2 separate regions of the Rattus norvegicus genome follow, and region 1 is linked to region 2. Evidence: chromatin contacts called from public Hi-C data. All regions are on one chromosome and are shown on one strand. Each heading gives the region's core, a stretch centred on a gene start, on an enhancer-like site or on the middle of the called end of the contact. The rest is flanking DNA. Distances are from core to core; before and after follow the strand shown.

What was found. Hi-C and Micro-C count contacts between places; a contact is called where the count stands out from the background.
Region 1: a contact with region 2 is called in a Hi-C map of liver, with 4 times the contacts expected there. The contact joins two enhancer-like sites. A contact is called at or near these places in 5 of 12 Hi-C or Micro-C datasets (the A7r5 cell line, hepatocytes, kidney and 1 more).

Annotation. Positions count from the first base shown.
Region 1 is chr2:84,294,245-84,301,494 of GRCr8, reverse strand. It overlaps Cmbl (carboxymethylenebutenolidase homolog), which reads right to left. Exons shown (of 6, transcript NM_001008770.3): 3 at 5,308-5,415; 4 at 3,953-4,095; 5 at 1,367-1,458; 6 at 1-151. Among named protein-coding and RNA genes, the nearest start is that of Cct5, 16 kb to the left of the region's middle. Within about 2 kb of position 5,569, at least 9 of the 93 cell types and tissues checked have an H3K27ac peak or open chromatin away from gene starts, as enhancers often do. A contact at or near this core is called in liver, where this site is marked.
Region 2 is chr2:84,218,676-84,225,182 of GRCr8, reverse strand. Marchf6 (membrane associated ring-CH-type finger 6) reads left to right here. Exons shown (of 26, transcript NM_001305274.1): 2 at 3,745-3,841; 3 at 4,859-4,932. Among named protein-coding and RNA genes, the nearest start is that of Marchf6, 22 kb to the left of the region's middle. Within about 2 kb of position 2,227, at least 12 of the 93 cell types and tissues checked have an H3K27ac peak or open chromatin away from gene starts, as enhancers often do. A contact at or near this core is called in liver, where this site is marked.

The DNA of each region.
Region 1 (7,250 bases), core at 4,320-6,819, 73 kb before region 2:
GATTCCTCCTCGCTTCCTCAATGTAGGGTTTGTCTGCAGGGGAGCAGTCTTCTCTCTTCCGATGCACAAAGCCATGAGTTTGCCCAGAAAATGTCTTAACTTGGTAATTAACTATGCAGTGTTCTTTAAGCTTCTGGATCAGTATAGAAACCTAATACACCAGGATGGGGGAAATACATGTACGTATGTGAGAATGGTGTGACCTTAACCCTTCAGTAGCATCTTCTAATCCTTTTGGGATTTTTGGTTCTATTTTGAGACAGGGTCTCTACCAAGCCCTGGCTGTCCCGGAACTTGCTCAACATGTAAATCAGGCTGGCTTCCAACCTTTCCTCCCAAGTGCTGGGATTAGTGGCATGCACCACCACAGCCAGCTAGAGTCTATTGGTCACACAGTGAGCTGGTTCCATAGCTATTGAGTTGTCTTAAACAGTCCTGGCCACTGAGGAGTTTCGGGGCAGCATAACGTTGCCTCCATACCAGTTCTAGGAGCTCCTGCATTTACACTGGAGCTGAGACCCAGTGTCCACTGTGAGTTGGTGCTGTGGGTCACAACTGCACCAGTCATGGTGGGTGCAGATTCTTAATCCCAGCAGCAGAGAGAAAGGCAGATCCCTGAGACCAGCATGGTCTATGTAAAGAGATCTGAAAAAACTTGAAGTGATCGGGTACATCCTTGCTGGGTTCAGTCCACAACAGCATAGGGCAGGGTGGGCATTCGATAGAACTGCCCTCCTGGCCATCCTAGCTTAGCCAAGGGTGTTAAAACCATTGCTTGTTTCCCTAATGACTATGGGGGCTATTGGGGAAATGGACTTTGCCCCAGCTATCAACATGAAACTACACACATGGGTCACTAGACCAGAAAAAGATCCAAATTCAAAGTTGGCCTGCTGTGTGTTAACTATTGCACATAGTAAAAGAAGCAAACCAAATGATTTTAAGTTGAGGACTGCTATAAAATATTTGTATTGAGACCTTAGTTAAGAGTTCTTAACAGTGCTTGCCTAGCAAGTGCAAGGCCCTGTGTTCGGTCCCCAACTCCGAAAAAAAAGGAAAAAAAAGTTCTTAACAGATGGCTGTTTTTTAACTTAAACTTTTTCCTAACCAACTGTGTGCTTAATAAATCCATCTCAGGCTATGCATAGGAACTAGTAGACAGAGTACCATGGAAACCATTCCCAGTGAACAGGCTGTATCAGGAACACATCCTTCAGCTGTCATTCTAAACAGGTCCATTCTGGGCTTAAGTTCATTAGTAAATTGTCACCATTGGGAAACTAACTGATAAATCAGTTTGAAACTTTCTCCAAAAAAGATGTCATGACATGCGATTAGATATGCAAATGGAAGGCTGCCTACTCACCTGCTCAAGTGGAATCACAGCATCATTTTCTGCAAAGATAAACAACGTTGGGTTCTTCAAATTATAAACATCTTCAGAATCTCTGATGATACCTGGAAAGAGTTGAGGGAGGTTGACTTCTGCCTGGATTTGGTGTGGTTTTGCAACATGAACCATGTGGTTAGACTGCTTTCATGTGCTGGGGGTGGAGATGGTATGCATGCTTTCATGGGGGTGACTGCATGGAGTCCTGTGCACATGTATATGTAAGTGTGGAGGCCAGGTATTCTTAATTCTTCATTTTGCCATAGGGTCTCACTGAGCCCAGAGCTCGGGGATTTCTATAGACCAGTGAGCTTGAAGAACCCATCTGTCTCCACCTGCCCAGTCCTGAGGTGGCAGACATGTGCAAAACCCACAACCCATCCCCCAAGCAGGTTTTTATGCAGATGCTAGGGATCACAACTCAGGTCTCCATGGATATGTGGCCAACACTTTATTGCCTTAACTATCTCCCCAGCTGTTTTTATTTTTAGCAATCCCACAGAAGCCTGGCCTATGGATTCTGTAAAAGTGCAACTGATTTAGCCAGGTCTTTCTACTCTGCATCCTGTTCAGCAGGAACCAGACCAATAAACTTGGTGCTGTTCTCTCTTGAGATGGCTTATACATCAGGTCATAATTTTCAAACCACCACTCTAGAATTTTCTACACAGGTCCCACATGTTCAGTGAACTGGACAGTTACATGAACAACAGCCATTGGACCAAGTTATTCAAACAAGACCCCAGAGACACAGGGAAGGTCTGCTCTACAGGTTATTGTATAAATTGTATTCTTCATGGACTGGACATCCTAAAGGTTAATTTGTGCAAAATATTGCTCTGCCAGGCTCAGGACAACCCACTGGTGCGCTTGGTTGGAAAAAAGCAAGTCCAGGTTGGGAGAATGAACAGGAAAGGACTAGTGAGATAGCTCACTTGCCACACAAGCCTAGGAACCTGCGATTGATCCCAGAATCCACATCAAGTTGTTCTCTGACTTCCACACAGGCATTGTAATGCACATGCACACATCATGCACGCATACACATAGGGATTTTTTAAAAGATGAAAGGAAAAACAACCTTTTCCCTGCTTCCTGCCACTGTGAGAGCAAAGCTAGGTAATACACAGTGTGTCTCCACTCTGTGTCTCCTCTTCAGAAAACAGCAAGCCACAGGCAGGATGGCAGTGCTCCCTGTACAACTCTGACAAAGCCAGGTCTGGACATTCCATAGATGTCTCTTACCCAGTTCCTGCCATAACCTGCCACTCACGTGCTGTACAACAGCAGCCAGCAGGTGGCGCCAAAAGGCATGCGTCTGGACCAACTTTTAATTCACCCAGAGATACTGTTGGCCTGAAAATTGGCTAGCCTCATACTAGTGATTTATTGCATTTGTTTGGTTGTGTGAGACTAGCTCTAATTATGTAGCTCGTGCTAGCCAGAAAATTTCAATCTTCCTGCTTCAGCCTCCCAAGTACTGGGGTTTCAAGAGTGTGTACATTCCTCACTTCTATTTCCTTTTGTGTAAGAAAATATTTTAGGGGTTGGGGATTTAGCTCAGTGGTAGAGCGCTTGCCTAGGAAGCGCAAGGCCCTGGGTTCGGTCCCCAGCTCCGAAAAAAAGAAAATATTTTATTTTTTTCCTTAGTGCTAATAGAAGATGAAATGCCATCTCAAGGAGTTCAAGCACCAGATTAAAAACAGCTTGTGAATGTGTAACTTTGAAATAGCAGTCAACTTTCTTATATTTGTTCTTGACATATTTTAATCTGGATGCTTTTAAATTGTACATTCAGTGTGCTTTCTGTCAACAGATAAAGGGTTCTTATCTCATAGTTCAAATAAGTTTTCTTTTGGCTAAAATGTAAATGTTGGGGCTAAAGCGATGGTTTATGAGGTAGGAGTACTGGCGCCTCTTCCAGAAGACCCAGATCAATTCCCAGCACCCACATGGTGATTCAAAATCATAACCACAGAAGGAATCTGACCACCTCTTCTGGCCTCTCTAACCACTAGGCACACGTGGGCATAGACATGCATGCAGGCAACATGCCCATACAATTTTTTAAAATCTGCTAATTTAAAAGAGAGTTAAAAGTTGCTGTTTGTACTGTTTGCTTTCTCGTGTGTGTGTGTGTGTGTGTGTGTGTGTGTGTGTGTGTGTGTGTGTGTACGCGCACAGATTTGCTGTTGCACAAGCACATAGATACATGAGAGGTCAGAAGACAACCTTGGATGTGTTCCTGGGGAGCCTTTCCACCTAGATTTTTGAGACAGGATCTAGAACTTATCAAGTAGGCTAGGCAAAGTGCCCAGTAAAGCCAAAAATAACACCTGTCTCCCTTAATATGAGTTCTGGGGACCAAATTCAGCATCTCATGCTTGCAAGCAAGACAAGAACAGTACTGACAGAGCCATCTTCCCCAGCTCTATTTTTAGATTCTGAAAACCATGCTAAGCTGGTTTACCTCACGCCATCGGGTTTTGTATTGCAGCTCGTGGGAGAAGCCTGTCACTCAACCATCCTGCTTTCCCTGAGTAAAACGTGCTAGGCACTTACCATAGACAGACACCCCCGCTCTGACTTCTGGATATGTCGTCATCACGTGGTGCACCACAATACCCCCCCAGCAGAAGCCCACAATGCCAATCTTCTGGGCATGACACTGTTGTTTCAGATACCTCAAGACAGCATCAACCTCTCTAGAACAGAAAAAAAAGGCATCACAGACAGAGCTGACAAGGCTGACCCTCAGGGTTGCTGAAACTGCAATGTCTCAGTGAATAGTACTCAATGTTTGAGATTTCTTTGGTGGTGAGAACCAGAAATCCTAGAAAGAAGCTGAGACTTGAAGGCTGACTGACTGCTTAAAACTCAGTGGCTGTAAAAAGCTTGGGAAGTTGCAGGTCTAGAGCCTGATCCTGAGCTACCTTTAGCCTATTAGTGAGGCATTCTTTGTCCACCTCTGTATTGACTCTAACTCCTGTAACTAGCAGATAAAGTTGAACCTAACATCCTGATAAGTACATAAGAGGAAAGAAAACCTTTGGAATATATCAACTCAACAAAACCGCATACTCCACCAATCAAAGAGCTAAGAATGCTACCAGATATCATCTGGGTCCTACAGCTGAGATTTCTCTACTAGCTATAACTGCCTAATTAATGTGTCCACCAATGTATTTGGAAAGTGTCTTGATTTGGAATCTACCTTTGTTCTGTTACTATTAAAACAAACAACAACAAAAAAAAATCTTCATGATACTGCTTTCATGGTGGAATGTAGAATTTGGAGTGAACTAAATCTCTGTGGCTTATATTGGGCCAATCAGAGAAGAGCAGTCTCCTCATCAGAATGATGGGTTTTCAGGATAGACTACAGAATCAATGAGGATGGGGGAGGGGGTGATGCTCTCAGGTTGCTCAGAGAGAGGCGATGGGCCTTCCTGAGCATGAAGCCAGCATACAGGAAGTGAAGCTAAGCTGTGATGAACAAATGAGAGCAGGATCGATTCCTGCTTGAACCCCAAACTACTTTCTTTGGGTCTATAGACCAATAGCTCTTTTAACTGCTGATCCACTTGGGATAGGTGTTCTATCTATCACTTGCAACCAAGCACCTAGGTGGATACAGGCAGGACTTTGAGTTCATGATTTCTAAGGGAAGTGAGCAGGTATGCTCACCAGGGCAGTGTGGCAAGTAATACATGTCAGCCTCTATCCTCAGCCCATATAGTGTGGTGGACCAAAACTCTTTCCCATAATGCTGTTGGAAGGACTCTGTCTAGAGCCAAGTGAAGTCATGCAGGGGGGAGGAGGAGAGGGGAGGGAGGGAAGAAATCCAATGAAGCTCAGCTTGTCTGTCCCTTCCCTGGGCTACAATAAATATAAAACCAAGCCTCTTGAAAACTTACCGGTTGATTTTTCTGGCATTTCTTGATTTCAACCACTCAGGGAAGGTGGACCAATCACCAGCCGGGTCCCATGGCTCTTGACCCACAAAGAAGTCTGGGACAATAGTTCTGTAAAATATGGGCATGAATCAACCTTTGAGTCACCTGGACTCAATGTCCTGGTTTATTAAATGCCTCGTCGGGTTGCCAATTCTAGGCAGAGGGAAGGAAAATCCTTGGCCACGAAGGCCACCCTTTATTGCAACAGAGATCATCTGCTGCGGGCCAGATTGCCTCAGATTCCACAACTACAAGTACACAGCTTCCAGCAGTTTGGTGTGACCCTGCTCTAGCAAGTGAGAGGGCCATTAGCAGGGATACTTCTCAAGAGCTATTCCAGTGCAGAAGGAAGGAAAACTGGACCTATGGGCAAAGGGTGTGTCCTGCCAAAGGTCCTTCCTGCCTCGATAGAGTTAGTTGATCCTCTCAGCCAGCCCAGGACTCTCAATGATCGCCAGTCACTGTGATAGAGTCATACTGCCCCAGACTCTGCACAGGCTGCCAGACAGTCTCCTGCCCCACGAGTAAGGTCCACAGCAGGTTCTAGAACAGGCAATGAGAAGAGTAAACAAAGTGAAGGCTAACATCTGAGGCTGTCCTCTGACTTCTAAATGCTCACAGTGGTGAGCATGAACCTTCAGTCAGACACACACATATATATCATTGTGTACACATACAAGTCATATGAAGGATCAAATAATACATCGCCCAGCCATAGGCAACTCAGAGTTGGGAAATCATGGACATTACTAATACTAGTTACTTTACATACCCTCAAGCAATCTGAGACTGGGCAGTGTAGCAGAGGGCCTGGTCCCTGAAACACAGCTGCAGGTAACTCTCTACCTTGGGAGACTGTGGCCCTAGCTCAATCCTGAGTTGGCTTCTAGAAGAACCATGGACTCCAATTCGCAATCCTGCCTCTCTCCTCCCAAGACAAGCCCCTCTGCTGTACAGGTAGGCAGAGCACTACAGCCTGGGTCTGACAGGCCAAGTTGAAGTCTTAGTACCACCTTGTACTGTAGAGAGAACTTGACAAGTAACTGGCCACTTTTATCCCTCACACTTTTAAAATATGTGTTTACTTTTATGAGTGTTTATCTGCATGTATTGTGTGTACTACGTACATACCGGGTGCCTGCTGAATCCAGAAGGTGGGTCAAATCCCCTGTACTTAGTTACATGTGGTTGTGAGCTGCCATGTGTGTTGTCTGAACCAAACCTGGGTTGTCTGCCAAGTCATGGAGTATTTGTAACTACTGAGCCATCTCTCTAGCCTCTGGGCTCCCATTCTTGACCAGACAGACAGAAGTGTGGACCATCTAGGCTCAGATGGCTTGAGGATAAGTAAATGAGTATCATGAATGGGTCAGAGCCTTGGAAGGCCTAGTTAGTTCTCTGCTTGTGCTATATATCCTCCCTGTACCTAAGGACTCTCCTACGACAACAGGCATTGTCCCATTCAAGCAGCCGCTTACTGTTCACCCAGAGCAACTGAGAACCTCTGGCTTCATGCCTTGACTTCCCAATCTGCAATATGGGGACAGTAATATTCATCCCTCCCAGGGCTGCTGGAAGAGTGTGGTTCCTGTCCATGTTAGCTATTATAGGTTTACTTAGAGGTTTCCCCAGAAAATGTCCCACTTTCCCCAAAGACGTCTTCTCATGCATTGATAGGTTCTAATCTCAGTGGGGGAAAGAAGATGGGCTTGCCCTAGACTTCCAGCTTTCTTTGGACTAGGAACTCAAGTTTCTATAATAATAAGCTGCCTCACCCATGCAAAAGTCAGTGCTATGCGAGTGAACTGAGTGGGATGTCATCACTGTGGAGAGTTTGGAATGCTGCAGGTCCAGGACTCAGTTCTCTTGGGGTGTCTTCATCCCTCATAATCTGTTCATGACCA
Region 2 (6,507 bases), core at 978-3,477:
TAAATCCTCCAATTTGGTTGAGAGAGAGAGAGAGAGAGAGAGAGAGAGAGAGAGAGAGAGAGAGAATGTGTGTGTGTGTGTGTGTGTGTGTGTGTGTGTGTGTGTGTGTGTGTGTCTGTGTCTGTGTCTGTGTCTGTCTGTGTCTGAGTCTGAGTCTGACTGACTGTTTTGGAACTTGTTATGTAGATTGTGGTTGTCCTTGAGTGCAGAGATCTACCAACCTTTGCTTCCCAAGTGCTAGAGTAAAGGAGTGTGGCACCAAGCCTAGTTTATATTTACAATTGTGTTTAATGTCTAGCTAATAGAACAACAGCTCTTTATTTTTTAATATGTGGCAGCATCCAATATGTTGTATCATGTGCTATCTGTAGATGCTACTGTAAGTTGGATGTGGTGATAAATTGGAGCATTTGGAGACTGTCACAGGAGAGCACTGAGTTCAAGGTTAACGTGGGCTACATAATGGGATCCTATCTTAAAAGAAAAGGAAAGAAAGACTAGAAAGAAACCTCTGTAAACTGGCTCATCAGTGAGTGAAGAGAGACTACTCAGGATTGTTAGAATGCAGTTCTGACCTTTCAGTCTTTGAATAAGGAAGGGACTCTACAAACTCTAAGGATCCAGGTCTCTGCTACACATTAGTGTTATGTTAAGAGCTTTGGGGATTGAGTTTAAGTTGGTTTGTCTGTGCATGACACTGTGTTCGTTGGTTTGTCTCTGAGTTGAATGGAGGCCTTCTGAAAAACATCAGTGTCCTCTCCAAGTGTGTATTGGACCCCCTAAGATTTCCCTACCTCAGTCCTCCCTTGTTCACAGGCTCCTTTCTATACAGATTAACACCCATGGAGTTTGCCATTGCCTTGGTCCCAGTGCTGCTTTCTCAGCTCACACAGAGCTGAGTTGCCTTGGACCAGTCAGCTATGCCTATGTGTTTTCTCATTCATCCTTGTACTTGTATCTTGCTGACTACAGTGTACTAGTAAGTTCCATTTTTGTTTGCCCTTTCTCAATTCATACTTAGTAGCTGACCAGTTACTATGTCCCTCCCTGGAGGGTGAATAATGTGACAACCCCATTTGTGTGAGCCTGTGTTACTGCTGTCTTTCTTTGAATCATTTTCTGATAGAGCATTCTCAAAGGAGGCTGTTGATACAGGTTACCATACCCAGGGCTGTTCCATCTCTATTAACATCATCCTGTCTACTTTGCTGATCTACAGTAATGAATAATTGTGTCAGTACTCAGTATGGTGGTGACATTGGGCAGCATTTATCTCCTGCCTGGGTAACTAGTAATTTATCCACGATACTTATCTGCATCCATGGTGCTAGAGGCTCTGGTACTTGAAGATAACATGGATCAGCTGCAAGCACCATTGCGTTTGTCACCTTTATGTGTTGGTTGCACTGTCTACTGTGGCAGTGACTAACCTGGAATCCAAGTGATGGGGAATCTTCATTCACTTCACAGAGAGGGGCATGCTAAACTGCTATCAGAGGAGGGCAGGGGCATACATATCACTAACTCCAAGCAGGAAAGGGGGCGGTGAGTGGAACCTCAGTGAACTCTACCACAGAGACTGAGCTCTGAGATAGCTCTTTTGTGGGCAGGGGAATGTGACTTTTCCATTTAGGTAAAGAGACTTATATGGTTGCTTGGTAACCAGGGAGAGTAGTGTACTAACCAATTAGGTTTTCCTGATGATTCAGTGTCCCTCAGCTTGGATAAATGGCATTCTGTCGCTCAAGAAAGAGCAACCGGAAAGTCTGTGATGATACCAAGTGTTTGGGATGGTGCAGCATAGTCCTCAACTTGTGTGCTTTAATCCAGGGGATACCACGGGCCCTTTCTCAGTTCATTAGTGAAGCCCGAATCATCAGGGTTGCCATTTTTTCCATTGAGTGTGGAATTTCCTGTAAGAGAGCAAGTCCGAAACAAACATTATGCCTTTGTCCCTTTTGCACATTGACTGTTGCCCTGGGATTATTTGTCACTTGGCTGTGAGGGTCAGCCGAGAAAATAGTCTTAAGTAATAGCAATAGTCAAATTTCAGAATGAGGCACTGAACAGGAGAATGTTAGGAGAAATGAACAAGAGAGCACAAAAGATCTCTTGAGGTTTTCTTCTGTGTTGCTTGCTGGCCACAGCAGATGGGAGGGCAGAGGATGTGTGTGCCTAGAGCCCTTTGGTGCTGGGTCAGGGAGTGCGTTCCATAGTTGCTGACTCCTCAGCCCTGGGCTTCTGTAGCTTCTGCTTAAAGAAGCTTCCTGTTCCTCATCTGGTAGGAGTCTGCAAGGTCCTGAGGTGCTGTCCCCAAATCCTAAGTGTGTGTGGACGTACATGCTTGGAAGGGGAATCTACTGTGGTTTCTTCTACTGTTTCCATCTTATGTCCTCAGATAGGATTTTAAAAAATATTATCTTTAAAATTATATTTCTTTTTTATCTCAATGGGTATTTTGCCTGCATGTGCCCTGCCCATGGGGGCCAGAAGAGGGCATCTGGTCCCCTGAAATTAGAGTTACAGGCATTTGTAAGCCACCAAATGGGTGCTAGGAATCAAATCTAAGTCCTTTGGTATAGCATCCAGTCCCCTGAAGCATCTCTCTAGATCCCTGAACATTTTTAGAGATAATCTTATTTAGAAAAATACATTTTAGGTTGGCATACAAAGCAGTGAGCTTCATTCTGGCATTTTCATTTATGTCATATTTTGTTCTCATTTTTCCTTCCCTCAGATGTTTTTGTGTTGCTTAAACCCTTAGAACTGAATTTAGACTTTAAAAGTTACACCGTTTGGACACTATTATTTGTGGCTATGATTCTTCTACTTATTTGATTGTTACAGGAAAATGCAAATGTGGATAAATTAAATGTGTTTTTTAATTTTCAATTTAATTTACAGACCTTTCTAAGGAACAACTTGTTTTAATCCATTTTGAAGGAATATACGTAAATTCAGATGCATCCTTTTTTTTTTTTCTACATTTTTCTTTCTTTTTTTTTTTTTTGGTTATCTTTATTAACTTGAGTATTTCTTACTTACATATCCATTGTTATTCCCTTTCCCGGTTTCCGGGCCAACATTCCCCCCCACTACCGCCCTCCCCCCCAACAAACACGTTCACTGGGAGTTCAGTCTTGGCAGGACCAAGGGCTTCCCCTTCCACTGGTGCTCTTACTAGGCTATTCATTGCTACTTATGAGGTTGGAGCCCAGGGTCAGTCCATGTATAGTCTTTGGGTAGTTGCTTAGTCCCTGGAAGCTCCAGTTGGTTGGCATTGTTGTTCATATGGGGTCTTGAGCCCCTTCAAGCTCTTCCAGTCCTTTCTCTGATTCCTTCAACGGGGATCCCGTTCTCAGTTCAGTGGTTTGCTGCTGGCATTCGCCTCTGTATTTGCTGTATTCTGGCTGTGTCTCTCAGGAGAGATCTACATCCAGTTCCTGTCGGCCTGCACTTCTTTGCTTCATCCATCTTATCTAATTGGGTGGCTTGTATATGTATGGGCCACATGTGGGACAGGTTCTGAATGGGTGTTCCTTCTGCCTCTGTTTTAAACTTTGCCTCCCTATTCCCTGCCAAGGGTTCAGATGCATCCTTAACTATAAGGTTTATCATAATTTTCAGCTCTCCTTCATTTAATGCGATGAATTTTACCTTTAGCACAAAATATTCTGGTTTTGTTGGTCTGTTTTATATAAAAGCCATACCCAAAGGTAATCCCATTTTTTTCTCTGTTATCAGATATATGTAGAGTGTGTCGGTCAGAAGGAACACCTGAGAAACCTCTTTACCATCCTTGTGTATGTACTGGCAGTATTAAGTTTATTCATCAAGAATGGTAAGTCATTTGGAAAATCGTATAATTCTTAAATTCAATTTTGTTCTCTATAATAAGAACAATCATTTCCGTGAACTTGCCCTATATCACTATTTTTGAAAACTTTTGTTATATACGTTTAAAGTTTCAAAAGAAATTATTCATAGTTTAATACCTGGCATGTTATTTTGGTATATTGTGGATATGCTAATGATAGTCTCTTGTTTATTTCTAGCATGGGAACTTGTTTTGTTCATGGGAATAATTATGCTTTCCTGGTTTTGAGTGGCATAATAGCTTATATTAATTAAGTACTCTGACAAGAACTGTCTTTGATGCTATACATGTCTATTTTTTTAAAATGTATTTACTTGTGTATTTTATATATACGAGCACTCTATTTGCTTGTATGCCTGTGGGACAGATGATGGAATTTGACAGAAGAGGGCATCAGATCCCATTACAGAGGTTGTGAGCTACCATGTGGTAGCTGGGAGTTGAACTCAGGACCTTTGGAAGAGTAGCCAGTGACCTTAACTGTTGAGCCATCTCACCAATCCCCGCTTTATACATCCGAACTCACTCTTTGCAAGAAAAGTCCCAACGTCATTATGTGGCTGAAGGAGCAGAGCATAGAGAAAAGGAAGGGCCTGTCTAAGGCGCATGCTTGCTTGGGCAGGGCGGGAGGGAATTCAGACCTGCTCACTAGCTGGCTGTGAGCACTGTGAGGCCAAGATCAAAGCTCATCTTGACCCCTGGGTTATTTAGTATTATTCAGTATTCAGTTAGCTCGGAAGAGATTAGAATTTAGGTTAATTAAATCTTTTTATTACTACAACACATACTGGTTTTGTATTTATCTGTTTTTAAGTTTTATACTCTTAGACAGGACATATAAAAAGTTAAAATATGCCATATTTGAAATCTTGAAAACTACAAAAGTTCCGTAATACAAAAAACTTAATAACATGAGTTTTCAATGAAACTGATGTTGCTATGTTTTAAACACTGTATTTATGAATATATTTGTAATTGCAGCCTAGTTCAGTGGTTGAAACATAGTCGGAAAGAATACTGTGAATTATGCAAGCACAGATTTGCTTTCACACCAAGTAAGTTTGTTTGAAATTTTCACTACAGTTTTCTCTTTATTTCTGGCAACAAAAGGTGTTTAAAGAGTTTGAAAGCAATAATTTTCAACTTCATTGTCTTTGATAGTAATAGAAATAACCCGTTCCGCTTAGAAGGCTATTTTAAGAAATATTATGCTTTATAGGCTTTTTTTTTTTTTATATAGGTTTTGTTTTCTTTTTGTTTTTGCTTAGTCGCAGACAAGCTTGAACATCTACAGAGGTGTCTAGTGAGTGCTTGTGAGTGCATTTGGTTTTTAACTCATGGCCTATCTCATTTTGTCTGTACGCTCATGTTTACTGTATTCTGTCTATCCTTTTAAAAAGAAATACTGTCAGTTTTAACTTTATCTATTCATTTTCAGTATGTGTCACTAAAACATTCCTTTTATGAGTCATTATTTCCCTGCAGAAACAATGATGTCTTGACTTCCTCAGATCTAGCGTATTCAGTTTGATCTTCCTTCTGAGTTAAAACTGGGATATTAAATTTTTAGTAGTAGGGTGGGGAGGGGAACACCCATAAGGAAGGGGAGGGGGGAGGGGGATGTTTGCCCGGAAACCGGGAAAGGGAATACCACTCGAAATGTATATAAGAAATACTCAAGTTAATAAAAAAAAAAAATTTAGTAGTAAAGAGAAGTCTTAGAGCGTGTTTTTTTCCTATATGAAACCAACTTTTTTTTTTTTTTCTATTCTTTTTTTCGGAGCTGGGGACCGAACCCAGGGCCTACCACTGAGCTAAATCCCCAACCCCTGAAACCAACTTTTAAAAATGTATGTGCATGTGTGTTTGGCTGTCTGGGTGCATATGTATGTGTGTGCGTGAAGGGGCACATATGTTGCATATATGTGTATGTGCCAGAGGTGGAATGGGGGTCCTTTTTTGAACCTTGTGTGACAGTCCGGGGCTGTCCTGGAACTCACTCTGTAGAACAGGTCGGGCTCAAACTCAGAGATCCACCTGCTTCTGCCTTTGGTGAGTGCTGGGATTAAAGGCATATGTCACCATGCCATGCTGGGGTGTCTTTGATTTCACTGCCTTCTAACATACATTATGGAATCTCATATGAATTCACAACTCCTCACCTCAGCAAGTGTGGCCCTGGGATCTGCTGTCCCCACCTTTTGGGCACTGGAATTGAGGCAGGCCATGGCTTCCATGCCTGCCAGCCTTGCATGGATGCTGGAGATCCTCACTCTGATCTTCATGCTTGTGTGCTTCTTCCCAGCCCCAGGAAACTACCTTTTGAGTCCGTCTTTTTGTAAGGCTAGAAGAAATATTTTTCAGATGTCTAAAATTTTAATTATAATACTTGTGCCTATTGATTCTATTGTGACTATTATATCAAACAGGACTGTATTGGCAAATTATTAAAAAATGGAAGCACAGTTTTTCATGCTGGGATCCAAGTACATTGCACCTTTCTTTTGTGTGTGTGTTTTACTTTTTTTTTTTTTTTAAAGATTTATTTATTTATTATATATAAGTACACTGTAGCTGTCTTCAGATACACCAGAAGAGGGCATCAGATCTCATTACAGATGGTTGTGAGC